Linked DNA regions of Zea mays: region 1 is linked to region 2. The links are chromatin contacts, called in public Hi-C maps. All regions are on one chromosome and are shown on one strand. Each heading gives the region's core, a stretch centred on a gene start, on an enhancer-like site or on the middle of the called end of the contact. The rest is flanking DNA. Distances are from core to core; before and after follow the strand shown. Region 1 holds the start of LOC103654172 (ethylene-responsive transcription factor ERF003). Region 2 holds the start of LOC100280984 (serine-rich protein).

Region 1 (7,408 bases), core at 2,107-4,606, 250 kb before region 2:
TCCCTTGGGAACTGAAGTCCATCAGCAGCTGTGAATGATGCAATCGAAGCCCGTAGAGTCCTGTCATCTGCAAAGTCTCCAATCATCCATTCGCCGCCGTTATTCCATTTCAGCTCAAGCACATCATATTCCTCGTTCGGAACAACCGACAGATTGTGCAAGTTCTCCTGAAAATACTGCATGGCGTTTCCCTCCAATTGCTCCTCGGAATAATAGGACCGTGCCAATTGCAACTGGTAATGTATGTTCCCAGCCTCCGCGTCTTTTATGGCTTTGATGGCAGTAATCCGGCGCTCGCCTGTTTATCGGAACTCTGGATTAACAATCTGAATCCTAATCGTTGCATGAGAATATGTAAACAGTGTTTATGTCGTGCATTGCTGATGCAGAAAGAAAACAGTTGGCCTTCAACATTAGCGCCTGAGCAGGATGTAGGGAAACATAATTCCACGCTGCTGTTCTAAATGTGCAAAAACAGAACTACTTTAGGGCTCGTTCGGCTAGGAGGCTTCTTTGGTTAGGAGTGGATAAAAATAGATTGGAGGGGATTAAATCCCTTGCTAGTCAAAATTGACCCCTTCAATTCTCTCCAAAGACCAAACCCTATGCAACCGAACAAGGCCTTAAGGGCCTGTTTGGTTTCTTTCCTTATTCCTGTGTTTTTCCTGTAAGATTTAACTATTTTTTTGTAAGATTCCTGCCTTCCAAACAGGCCCTATGCTATTTCACCTACCACCTTCAGGCTGTTTCGCTTAATTTTTGCCAGGTTGAAATGATTCTTCAGTCTAGGAAGTAGAATAGCTAGCTCAAGTAACATTTGGTTGTTGGTGCCAACAGGAGTTCCTGATAAACAGGGCCAACTGAGCCACCCATTCCGGTTAACCAACCAGTAGAGCCGGTACAAAGTACTCCACTTCAGAGCAACGAAATCCTCTTTGCGCACCGTAGTCTTGCCCCAACTAACAGAAACTACGGCCAGATGATATGCTGGCAGCTGGCATGATGCATCAACCAGGAGCTGAAATCTAGCGCAGCCCCTACCAGTAGCAAAGATGGGGAGGGATAGGGAGGAGGTTACGATGCCGTACTTTCTTGTTGGCTGCCCCATATCAGCCGCTCTTCCAGCGGCGCGTCGGCGCCAGGGGGCACTTGCGGTTGCGGATCCGGCTCCGTCTGCCTCTGCGACTTGGCCGGTGGTGCTCGCCGTTTCCTCCTCGGCGGCATCGCGTCGGCTCCGCTGCGCCGCGAGCAGGGGGGGGGGGGGGGGGGGGGGGGGCGAGAGAGAGAGATGCCCCAGGTCTCAACAAGAGGAAATTTTTCGAACAGAGGACAGAGCAACGGGCACCAGCGTCAGCGTGTGGGAGGATTTTCGGTACGGGCCTGTGGGAGCCTCCCGGAGGTCAGGTTTTTAAAAATTCATTTGATTGATTTTATCTCCAGCATGTGGGCCGAGTCGAGTCGGACTAGTTCTTACGGCCCAGTACATGGAGCATGCGACCACAGACCGCTTTGTTCTAGATGTCTTTTTTTTAGAAAAAAATATACAGTATATCCGTACTCTACACTCTACAGTCGGACAGCATAAAATTCATCTAGATTAATCTAATTCTTATTGGATCTTGAAAATTGGAAATGGTTTTTTTCTGCATATTTGAAATCGAATGAGATAGGCAACAGCAACCGGAGGATCTCTGTACACAGCACAGGAATGGACAGCAGAAGAAGAAGAAAAGAAGGCACCTGAAGAGAAGGGAGGAACATAGACGATGGCAGCAGAGTAGGAGACAGGAGCACAAGGGATGCTTGAGCTATGTCCCACGAACCACACACACATCATGCATGATTAATTCCTCCCTGTCCCTCTCACAACCCTCGACCGACGTACGCACATGTTGTCCTTGAGAGCCCAGAAATAAGAAACTGCGCGCGAGTATGGGCGTATGGCATAGCATGGTAGCAAGACCGCAGGAGCAACGGTTCATTCTCAGGAGAGCAGTTCCTTAACGTGCGGTAGCTGCCAGGTGGGCCAGGCCCACACACACACGCGAAGCAGCCTTGGCCCTTGGCGGTGGTGCACTGGTGCTGGTGCAGCAGGACACTCGGATCCCTGAGTCCTGTGCAGGAAACATGGGAGAGACGAGATGGCATGGCCTCAGCAGGGGTCACGGCCTCATGGGTGCTGACCGCTGCTGTCATGTTTTGCACGCACGCGGCCTTTAAATTTGCAAGAATGAGAATGCTCGATTACATATATATACTTATACGTACAGCTACAGCTATACACGTGGCGTACACAAATCAGGCTCCTACGCACGCTGCAGCGGCTGAGCGATACTACGCACGTCGGCACGAGTACAAAGAAGAGCGCGAGCGCGACGCATGGTGCAAGTGCAAGAACAAGAACAGAGGAGAGGTGGAGCGGAGCGCGGCGGTGACGGGCCGGCCGGGGGCGCTAGCCAGTCGCTAGGCAGGTCGCGTCGCGGCTAGCCTAGCACTAGCAGCAAATCTCCATGGAGAAGTCGGAGTCCAGCAGTTCCTCGATCATCTGCTCCACGTGCTGCTCCTCCAGGGACCTACCGCCGCCGCCCCACTGCGTGGCCGGCGGCGTCGGAGGCGTCGCGGGCGCGGAGGTTGCTGCTGCTGCCGCCGCCGCCGCCGCCGCCTCTCTCTGCCGCTGCGCGGCCTGCACGGACGCCAGGTTGAACCGGTGCAGCTTGTCGACGAGCGCCGCGGAGAGGAACGACGGCGGCGGGCCGTTGGCGTCGGCGGGGAAGTTGGTGCGCGCGCGGGGCCCGCACATGATCCGCGCCGCCTCGTCGTAGGCGCGCGCCGCGTCCTCCGCCGTCTCGAAGGTGCCCAGCCATATCCGCGCCTTCCTGCATGCAAATCAACAGCCCCAGCCGGGCGCGGTCAGCTCCGGGAACGGGACGATGCGAGGTGAGGAACAGGGGCGGCGCGCGTAGCGTAGCGTAGGTGGCCGTGGCCTATACTATACGCTGCTGGGCTAAGCTAGCTACGTACAGGAGAGGGTGGCGGATCTCGGAGACCCAGGAGCCCCAGTGGCGCTGCCGCACGCCGCGGTACCGTTGCTGCGGCCTGGCCATCGTCGCCTTCGGTCGTCGTCGACGGTGGCGGCAGTGCAACTACCTGGTCGTCCGGCGATGGAGCCTCGTACTCGTGCTCGTGCCCGCGCGCGCTGGAGGGGTGCGGGTGCGGCACAGCGGCAGGGGAGTGTGTGCGAGACATTCGCCATTCGCGGGATATGGAAGGGGCGCCTATAAATAGGAGAGAGATGGGGAAATTTGGAATCTACACGACGCCCGGAGAAAGGCTACCACCAGGCGGGTCCCACGAGCACGGCCCCGCCTCGTGCCGTCATTGATCTCATTCTCAGCGTGGTGGTCGGCTGGTGCTGGACTGCTGGCTCCACTGGTCACTGCTCGCCTTCTTCTTCGTCCTCTCCCCCTCGCAAATCCGGAAGGCAGCGAGCGTCACGGTTGCTCCCTTCTTTAGGCTTTGTTCGTTTATGTCAGATTGATGGGTCGGAATAAATCCTAGCTAAATTGTTTCTCTAATTTATATAAACTTTGATTAATTGGAACGATTCCGTGTGCAATCCGACGTAAACGAACAAGACCTTAACAAAAGTCTTATGCGTCGCAAAAAAATAAAAAAACGTTTCATGCTTACACCAATTGTTTTAAAAAAATAATTAAGATCATAAAAAAACAACATCAATATTTGTATCTCCAATAAAACTTATTAAAAATAATTCTACAGTCGATTAAATAATAATAATTTTTAGTATCATAAATGTTTGTTTTTTATTGTTTTCATATATTCCATTGAATCAAAAATCGTTTGGCTCCTCAAGGAGGGAAACGTGAGGTTTGCATTCCGGAGGTGGTAGTACTCGTGTGTGTGTGTGTGTGTGTGTTTCGTGAACTGGTCGTCCAGCTGTGCGGATCGAGTTGAGCTTTTAGGCACAGCAACTCATCTGGTCGATTGATGCAGATCGCACATCATCCGAAGGATTTGATGCTCTCTCTAGTCTCTACCAATCAGCCGATCGAGAGCATAGCAAAGCAAAAACAAAAGCAGTGGGCGACGCAGCAGGGCGCCAGGGCCGCAGCCCTGTTGATTGCTGCGCTAGCGCTAGCTACTAGCTAGCTGGTACTACTAGCAAGCTGACCTTTCGCCGTAGAGACAAGGGGGCATGCAGGAGATTGGTCCTGGCACTCCCAGTGGCCAGCGGCGTCGGCCGGGCCGGGGGGGAACGTGCACCGGTGCAAGTCAGACAACGCAAGGCCACATGGAACCCGGGCACATGAGATGCCGGCCGGGGTGTTGCGGGTGGTGGGGACGTGGGGTGGGGCCGTGGGGGTGAAACCCCGAATTCTCTGGTGCGTGCGTGCTATGCTATCCGCGGATTAGATTACCTGCTAGCTAGCTACTTGTACTGAGCAGCATATATACATGCATGCACAAGACACATCACATGTGACCACCATCGATCAGTCGTCCTATATATGGGCAGTATAGCTAGCTAGAGATCGATCCTGTGCTAAAGTTGATGGATGGACGGAGATAGGACTACTAGGGAGCGATTGGGGTGTGGCCGTATCATGTATGCCGTCAAGAGGAGCGGACGACGACATGACGATCCTGTGCCGTTCGTAGGAACAGCACGCGTACACCTACGCCTACTAGTACATGGTGCCCGTGTGCATTGATCCGCTCGAGCTCGAAGAGACATGCATGGCCACGGCGGCCGTCGTGTGCATGTGTGTGCAGGCAGAACCAGATGAAAGATAGCACATGGCGGTACTCGGATGCCATGCCGGCCGGGCGGCCAGCCGACAAGGCGGTGACGCTAGCGCAGGCGGCGGGCGTAGAGGGCCAGCGCCAATTTCTTCCACGTCGGCCTTGGGAAGAAGAGCAAGGGGGGGGGGGGGGGGGGGGGGGTTGGGGGTTGGATTGGCGTGCGTGCAAGTGTAGGTGACCGGTGACAGCTAGTGAGTGTCAGCATGTGCGGTCTGTAGTGCGCATGAGACGCGCGCGCGCCCATTGGTTTCGTCAGCGCAAGCAGTCCTACGCCTACGCCTACGCCCACGCCCACGCCCCGCGCAGCGCCGCAGCCCGCAGAGTAGAGTAGGCTCAGATACCTGCGAGCCTACGGCTGACTCTAGGCGTATTTAGTTGTAGTGTCATACTTGTTCGAACTTAAGAACTAATCTTACATAAAAAAAATGTTAAATAAAATATGCAAATTAGACTGTCAACGAAACAAGCCCTGTCTCTCGTTCCCGCTGCGCAGCGCTAACGGTCTCAGATGCGTAGCTAGTGCTCCCTCTGTTTCGTTTTAGTTGTCGCTGAATAATACAAAATTAAACTATCCAACGACGACTAAAAAGAAACGAAGGGAGTAACTATTTAGACCACAGGACTAAAATAAAGGGCCTGTTTAAATTCTAGTTACTAAAGCAAAAGTGAATGAAGTTCTATCATTTAGGAGATAAAGATCCAAACAAGAACAACTGAAAGTGACTAAATTATTACTTTTTTTGCTATTTTGTCGCTTTTAGCTCTTTCTGCCAAATAACTAAACTTGAGTCATTTTTTTGGTTTTAGCTCATGAGATCCAAACAAGCCCTTGTTTGGGAGCTATGTTTCTCAAAACCACGATTTATAATACCATACTTTATTGTATGTCATGACATAATTATGGTATATTTTACATCAATTCAATTCAACACCTGTTTGAAGACACAATATCTTATTATTTTAGTTGCGGTGTACGAGAAGAAAAGACATTAGTTGTGTGCAAGAATAAAAAAACTTTGTCCACACCAAAAAAAATTGACCCCAAAAATACTATGGTATTGGTAAAATCATGATTTAAAAATACAATTTTTTAGGTGCGCTCTCAAACACTTTTTGGTCTAAAATACAATGGTATGCTCAAAATTCAAATAACACAGTATTGCCTTGGAACTAAGGAAATACTATGTTCCTAAACAGGTCCTTAATTTTATTTTACTCTTGTTGAAGCTGCAGCATTGAAAACGGTGTGATGAGACCATTCTTGATGGGATTTTTGTCTCGTTACCCCTCGTTTGGGACCAAGGGTAATGTAAGGGATTGAGATGTCTAAATCACTTATTATTCGAAATTGAATAGTAAATGATTTGAGCCCTCTCAATCTCCTCTATTACCCTTGCTTTCAAACAAGCCTTTAGAGCTGATTTGATGATCATATAGGTGAAAGAGATAATGAGGTAATAACCTCTTACTATTCAATTTTTAATAGCAAGAGAATTCTTTTCAAAGATACCCTCCATTTCCATGCCATCAAACTAGCTCTCATGCAATGTTTGTCCAAGCGTGAGCTCGGTACAAGGACGGTTTTCAAGATAGTTTTGCACATCATTGCCTAGCAGTTGTTGCTAAGTACTAGCACGTACTAGTAGTTTGCAGGAGCCGGATTTGCGATGTTTTTTTGCGCGGCCGGCCAAACGCAGTCATTAGCCCTCGCCCGCGATCCGCATTTCGTGGGATCGTATTTTGACACAGGGTGACACGCAATGATTGGGACAAGATCGTCTTAGGATGCCATGAGCTCGTTCAACTCGACAGCAACCCCGTACTGTACGTGGCCAGCACTTGGATTTATATTTTCAGGAGAGAAAAAATGATATGCCAGTCAAACCCTCCCTGCCGTATATTGTTGCTTTTGTTTTCTTCCGCGGTGGTGCTTTTTTCCCGCTGTATTCCATTCCAGAGGCGACTTAACGAGCGAGCTGAAGAAGCTCATCCCAGCTGATCGGCGCACCCAACCAATGCAAGAGAAACTGCTACCGTCCATCCGGTAAATAATTTGCCGGCTTTAGCATATATTAGGTTGCAAACGAGGTGACTAATAAATTAGCTAATTGTTAACAAGAGAGTTAGCAAATCATTTGTCCATCAGTTAATTGACCTTGCTAGTATGTGCTAATAGAGTCTTTGCTATTGTTAACATGTACAGGCAAACAATCAGCCATGAAGATCACAGGGGGGCCCTATATCTAGATCCTGGTGCAATTAATTCGCGATGAAACCTGCATGCATATGCCTTGCGGCTTGCCTTGCCTTATCCAGCGCCGACGGCTAGCTTGCTGACGAGATGAGATGAGATGAAATTAAAGTGCAAAGCAAGCATGGCAGGTGGCAGCTAGGCGCCATGGATCATGGCAGACAGCACGTAGAACGCCCATGTGGCCGTGATCGGGTGATCGATCGCGACCTGTTATCTCATGTGTAGTGTATCTGGGCACTGGCCGGGCAGCATGCATGATGCATGCAGCTTAATTAGAACGCGCGCGAACGAGATGTCAATCATGGGGATCACTCCTGCGAAATGCTCAGC
Region 2 (6,854 bases), core at 2,503-5,002:
TGCATGCATGTATATGTTATATTCTGTGCTCCTTGTGATGAAGCAAATCCACAGAGAAGTAAAATACACATGTGTGTTCATGTTCTTGGCTCTTGGAATTGTGGTTTGCCATAATTGGAATTGTTAAAAGCATCTCTCTTGTTTTTATATATATATCTTCATTGGCTTGGGAGGGTGCGTGCGTGGATTGCTTTGCTGCGGTGTGGGACGTGGATGTTCACAGGACGCCCACGAGAGCTGATCGGAAAGCAACGTTCTTTTCTTTTGTGCGCATGTGACCTTATAAACTCTTTTCCATCCCCATGGCAACGGCACGAAGTTTCGAGACGATCTTGATTCTGCTTCGTCCCTGTTTGGTTTGAGGGACTAAAAAATATTCTCTTTATTTTAGTCTAATCTAATCCCTAAATTGCTAAATGATATGGAATTAAAATATTTTAGTCTCTAGTCTCTCAAGGAGTGACTAAAAGGGGACTAAACCATATAAATTTCACTTTTTTGTCCCTCCTTTATTTCAGTTGTACTAATTGCAGGAGAATGCTAAGGGTTAATTATTTTAGTCCTCTTATGATTTATTTAATATGATTTGAATAATTTTAGTCTCTACAACTAAACAGAGTAAGAACTAAAATTTAGTCTCCTAAGAGGATCTCCAAGAGACTTTTTATTTTTAACTCTCTATTTTACTCTTTATTTATCTCTCCATAAATATTAAACTCTGTATATAACATCGCATTCCAACAGACTCTCCAATATGCAAGTTAGCTTGGCTAGCGAGAGTTGGTAGCCAAATTTAACTAGTGAGAGAGTTAATTTAGAGAGCCAGATAACTTGGCAAGTTAAATGACTAGTCTGTTATAAAACTATTTTGCTATTAAATAGCTAAAATTTAGCTTGACAAGCTATTTAGCTAGTCTCTTGGAGATGCTCTGACTAAACTTTAGTCCATAGATAAAGGAACCAAACGGGACCTTCGTTGTATTGCTGTCCTTGTCACGGCCATAATGGTGGAGCAGTTGCATATATGGTTGAACAAGAAACCTAACGCACCACAGTAAAAGTTTCGTATATGTGTGTGCAATCCATCGATATATTCAGAATTTCAGACTCATTCCTAGATTCTTTTTGCCTTGGGGTCTGTGCTGCCGTGGTGAAGGCGAGATCGGAATTATTTCTAGCAAACTCTTTATCTTGATCTATATTTTAAATTATACTCTACAAATATTGTAACCTACAGTAAAAAACAGTACTTTACAATGTCGTGTACATCGCCCTGATGTAGATGTCCTAACCCTTTTGCGTGTTGTTCGCCTATCTTGAAGTAAGGCTTATCGAGAGGTGACAATATTATTATATCACTCCTTATTTGTCGTGTGTGGGACTGGAACTGGCCTTAGGCGCATAGGTTCACATGTATTAACACGTATCTTTTGTGGCTAGCTATAAAAGATAATTAATTGCATTTTTATAATTCTTTTATAGTTAGATATAAAACGTTGTGGTTTTGTCAATTTACAGAATTGCAACGGCCGGTGTGACTAGAGATGTCAATGGGTAATTCCCCATCGGGTTATAGCATCCCAGACCTATCCCCATCATGTTTGATACATCCCCATACTCATACTCATACTCATCATGGGTACAAAACTCATCTCATACCCATCCTCATTCGGTTTTCGGGTCCCCAATGGGTCCCCATCCCCAATTAAGGAATAACTAGGTACTAATATCTAGCACGAAGTATCCATATTTCATACATCACCACATCGGAAGCACTCATCTATGAACCATTATCCATTCATCCATCCATCAGAAAAGAAATCAGTACTTGGGACCAATATAAGAAATGGAGTCTGCCGAGTTTGATGGTCGACTCTGCCTCAACTCATTCATACAAACATGACATGTGTACACGTATGAAATACACATGGGTAATCGGGTTCGGATTATTGCTTCCCAAACCCATACCCGTTTACCCAATGGGTAGAGATTTTGTCCCATATCCATACCCATGGGGACAATTTTTGTACCATACCCGTACCCTAATAGGGGAATTCCCCACGGGTTATCGGGTATCGGGTCCCCATTGACATTTCTAGGTGTGACGGTTAATGCTCAGTTGCAACCAGAAATGTTTGTTTTGCAAAGTTATCAAAAAAAAAACGGTGAGATCGGAGTAAAAACGTCGTTTACGTACCCTGCCACAGGAGGGTCAGCCCATAGTACCACTGTACGTACGTTCTGATGTTTTACTGAAATTAAATTCCTCGGATCTCTAGAGTGACGTGCATGGACGTTTCCAATCTCTTGAGGGCCCACATTTAATTGTTCTTCGGATGGTTCGAAGCCGGAGGATCAGACCAAAGACGTCGTTTCGTTACCCTGGCCAGAGGGGTACGTACGTATTAGGTATTTAGGTCAATCTGACAATACTTGTTTTGTTGCAAGTCCGCGACCTGGGCCTGAGGGAAACGGACTTTCTTGCCGCAGCGACGTACTCCATTCGGTGCCTCTGTTTGCCGCGGCGACCAGGTCCACGCGACCGGGAGCCCCTGACCTGGTTTAGTGGACTGTTCTGTTAATTTTTTTGTCTTAAAGAAAAAAAAATACTGTGCTGCTAGCGTTCTACTTCTATGGATAGCCTGGCCCGCCGGTAGTAGTATTCCACGGACCACGGAAGGGAAGGCTCCACGTACACCCTGCCCGCCTTCCCCGCGTGACGGCCGGCGTCCCCCGCGCGCACTCAACAACGACGAGGCCAAGCTTATCCAGACGGACGGACGCGGATGCAGCGGACCCAGACCCAGGCAGCCAACAACCGGAGAGATAAAGAGAGAGGTTGATCCGGACAAGATCGTGAGTGGCCTCCACAGTTTGGGCAAAATCCAGTTGTCTCCATTCCTCCTGCCATGTTTATCCATCCAAGAAATCCAAACTGGACACTCGCATGCATCCCATCATCTGCAATTCTATGTACACAGTACACGTACAAGAGAAAGAGAGAGCCTTTTTCCCTGGATGATGGTGATGATCCATGGACCAGGCTCCCAAAACTAGTCCTGATCCAGCGCTCCAACCTCCCGGCTCTGCTCTGGTCTTGTTCTAGTTAACCGCCGGTCCAAATTTTTTTATTATTATTACTACGATGCTAGTACTATACTGTTACTACTAGTGCCGCTAGGCTAGCTCTACACGGTACGGTGGCAAGTCGGCGGCGGGTCTATAGGTGGCCGTTGTCGCCGGGGCGGTCGCCGGCCACGGAGACGGCGGAGAGGCGGCTAGGGCGGGGCCGGCCGGCGCCGGCGCCGACGCGGCGGCGGTGCTGCGCCGTGGTGGCCGCGAGCGCGCGGCGCGCGCACTGGCCGCCCTCCACGGCGCCGATCCGCACCAGCGCGCTGCCCATCCGCCTGCCCGCCGCGCACAGACGGCTGGTGGTGGTCAGGGGCGGCGGCGGCGGCTTCGTCGCGCGCTCCTTGTGCAGGCTGCAGCGGAACGAGCCCGGGTGGCTGGTCGGCGAGCACATGCAGGTCCGTCGGCCCCGCGACGACGACGAGACGCTGACGCTGACGGACTGCCCGGCGCCGGAGAGCGAGACGCGCGTGGGCGAGGCGTAGCGGTAGTGCGCGGCCGAGAGGACGGGGCCGCTCGGCCTCCTGGTGGTGGTCGCAGCAGTCGCCATGAGAGGTGGCGGCGAGTTGGGTGGGGTGGAGTGGAGCTCCCAATTGGGCTGCTGCTTTCGTTTCTGCAAACTTGAGGGGCGCGCGGTGCAGAGGCTATTTATAACTGGGCTGACCTGGTCTGGGTTGGGGTTAGGTTGAGCTAAACTGTGGTTAGGAGCTGCGAAAGCGGTGGGCGGGCGGCCATGGACACCGGAAAGCTAGATGTGGCCCGGTCCCCGGTTCGACGGAGGTAGGGTAACGACCACCCATGGGGGTGGGGCAGGCTGGTGGTGGAATCCGACGTGACGCGCGAACGAACGACCAGGAGAGCTGGAGCTGGAGCTGGAGATGACGATTCCGCCCATAGGAATAGGATCCATCCGATTCCGCATTGTGTGCGGGTAGAGAGAACAGGAACTGATTTGTGGCGCTCGGCTCGGCTGGCCCACTGGCATGTGGCATGTATGCCACCAACTGATTTGTGCGTGGGCAGGAATGATATAGTACTCCGTATCTGTGGATCCGCAATCGCATGGGCCTTTGTGTCCGTTGAATTAGCGGCTTCATGCTTCCGTTATAGTTTAATCCTGGGGGTTAACCCTAGAATAGAACAATAACTCTGTGTCGCCGTTCCCCATCCCTTTTGGCGGCCAATCCTTATCTCGTACGTACTACATTGATCATCCCGGGGGCAGGGCCGGGGCCGCGTGACCACACGTGTCGGACGCATGCCCCATCCAAACCCACGGGCGCGGCGCTGCGGGTGCGTGGCGCCCCCGCCAGCCGCCATGGACGGGGGACAAGGCCGGCGCGGACAGCGCATGGGCACTGCTGTTTTTTTACTGCTCGCCTGTACCGGCGTGCCGTCTAGATATGGGACACCTCACACCTGTGGCCCTGTCCATCTGCATGCAACGACCGTTGCTTCATTATAAGCTACTAGTACTAACGTCGTCCTGATATTTGTTAACTGTACAATGCTACAAGCACTGCATATTCTTTGGGGGGTGGTGGCGTGCATGTATCTCGAATCCACCAGCTGATTGGGTGAGCGACTAATCAAACCGCCTGCTTTTTATTGATTGGCGCATGCACAGCCTAACTAGCTGTGTCTGTATAATACTGTGCGAGAACCGCATCGTCGGCCAGCGTGGCGCTCTGTGTATCTCGTTTGTCTTGTGAGATTCTTCTGTTTGCATTTATACAAACCACGCGCGCGGCGCCTAACGACTACGTATGTGGAGACCAGTGCGCGCGTGCTCCCATACTTTGGTCTCCGCTTAGACTAGAACAATTAGAATACAAGGGATTACATAAACACTGATGTTCGGTGATGCAAAATATCTTTACAACTATTAAGAGCCATTTGTAGACTGCCCCCGCTCTCCACTGCCTCCCGCGACGGATCCCGCGCGCGCACACGATCCCGCAAGCGCCAGGCAAACTACCCCGCCGACCTCCCGATCCCCTACCTTCCGATCCCTCCCGATCCCTACCTCCAGCGGATCCCGCGCGCGCGCCCGCCCGCTCGCGCCCGCTCGCGCCTGCTTCCAGTCGACCGGGGTCCGGCCCAGGCCGCACTGGATCACCACTGAATACGGCGGATATGTAAGCGTCGTTTTCAGAGTTTCAGTAGTGTACGTACAAGCCCTTCACTGGAAACTTCCTGCAGAGAATCGACAAGGTGCTCAAGAGGTTCAGGAGCAACATCATCTTCTCCAACGGAATGCGAGACCCGTGGAGCCGAGGCGGGTAGGTCCATCTGTCCGTCTCAGTTTCGGTCTCCATCGCTTCATATATATATAGTTTCGGTCTCTGTCTCTGATGGCGTATGGGTTTACTGTTCTACGACAACCAGGGTGCTCAAGAACATCTCGTCCAGCATCGTTGCCCTTGTCATGGAGAAAGGTGAGCATGGAAACCTCAGGAGGAGGAAGAAGAAGAAAAAAAATGTAAGATCGTTGTGGCATTTTTCGCTGTTCACTTACGTGCAGTTACTTGCCATCACTTCTGTGGTCAGGGGCGCATCATCTGGACCTCAGATTCGCGACCGATGAGGATCCGGACTGGGTTACAGAACAGAGGAGGCAAGAAGTTGAGATCATAGAGGGATGGATAGACCAGTATCATCGAGACATGGCGCAAGTATCCTAAAGGTGCTGTGTTGCAGATTTACAGTTACAGTCAAGACAAGTTCACGTCTGGTCTATGAAAAAGAAAACATAAAAAGGAAAAGTTCCTTTATAGCGCACAGGACAATCACAGGGACATTAAGATGATAAAAGGTGAAAAGCCAGTCCAGTTGTTTCACTTATCAACATAAGCTGTAAAACTTGAACACTCTTGGACGAATCATGAATGAATTTTTACACGATGTTCAGTGTTTTTTTCTCCCCTTCCTAGCCCCCAATTTTTTTTTCTATTTTCTTCCTTAGTATATATGTAGCATATATATGAAAAAAGGGGGAACAAAGATCAGGTGTTCCTAAAGCCTTGACTCTTGAGCACCCAAATTCATTTCACACCTTCGTTATAGTAATCCATACTGTACTGGTTACGGCTGAGTTATGTACACTATAGTTGTGTTAATTCTTTCAGAGTAATTCCTGAGTAGTAAAGATGATGTACCTAAAAGTTTGTTTGCTGACTCCACTAAAATACCATACTTTTTGCAACACTAAAATTTGGGTGTTAAACATGTTTGAAAAAAAACCGATTCTTTATTTCACGCATGCTCACAAATTCGGTTGCTGGATAGACTAGGAGACATTGGATATGGTCATATGGATCCTGCAGGGTGTCCAAAATCTCTACTAACTAATAAGAGGAGATTGTAGACTGCTCCCGCCTCCTACCCCGCCTGCCAGCCGCTAACCCCGCCGCTAAGCGCCCGCCACGACCGCTCCGCGCGAACCCCGCCGCGAAGCGCCCGCCCGCCCAGCTCTACCAACCCTTCTCCGTTCGCCCTGGCCTCAGCGCCGCATCCTCCGACGCATGGCAATCTGCCCCCCCCGACCCACCGAGACAACCGCTCGCGATGTCCTCCCTACCGAGACAGCCGCCGGGACGTACACCCAGCCGCCTCCCCCACAGCCCACCTACACCATCGAGATTGTCGTCGTCCTCGCGTCCGCCTACCCATCCCGTTGTGCCCTTGGGCCTGGATCTGGGCCGACGAACAACAGATCCCGATCG

What was found. Hi-C and Micro-C count contacts between places; a contact is called where the count stands out from the background.
Region 1: a contact with region 2 is called in a Hi-C map of endosperm, with 1.9 times the contacts expected there. The contact joins the promoter of LOC103654172 here to the promoter of LOC100280984 in region 2. A contact is called at or near these places in 3 of 25 Hi-C or Micro-C datasets (bundle sheath, endosperm and tassel).

What each region holds. Positions count from the first base shown.
Region 1 is chr4:178,875,777-178,883,184 of Zm-B73-REFERENCE-NAM-5.0, reverse strand. LOC103654172 (ethylene-responsive transcription factor ERF003) reads right to left here and starts at 3,356. Exons shown (of 2, transcript XM_008680995.4): 1 at 3,022-3,356; 2 at 2,148-2,876. The coding sequence starts at 3,104. The coding sequence ends at 2,495. It overlaps LOC100274234, which reads right to left and starts at 1,372. Exons shown (of 7, transcript NM_001148604.1): 1 at 1,089-1,372; 2 at 1-298. The coding sequence starts at 1,224.
Region 2 is chr4:178,625,094-178,631,947 of Zm-B73-REFERENCE-NAM-5.0, reverse strand. It overlaps LOC100280984 (serine-rich protein), which reads right to left and starts at 3,752. Exons shown (of 1, transcript NM_001153904.2): 1 at 2,921-3,752. The coding sequence starts at 3,679. The coding sequence ends at 3,221. It overlaps LOC109946069 (a long non-coding RNA gene), which reads left to right and starts at 5,522. Exons shown (of 2, transcript XR_002269216.2): 1 at 5,522-5,567; 2 at 5,680-6,039.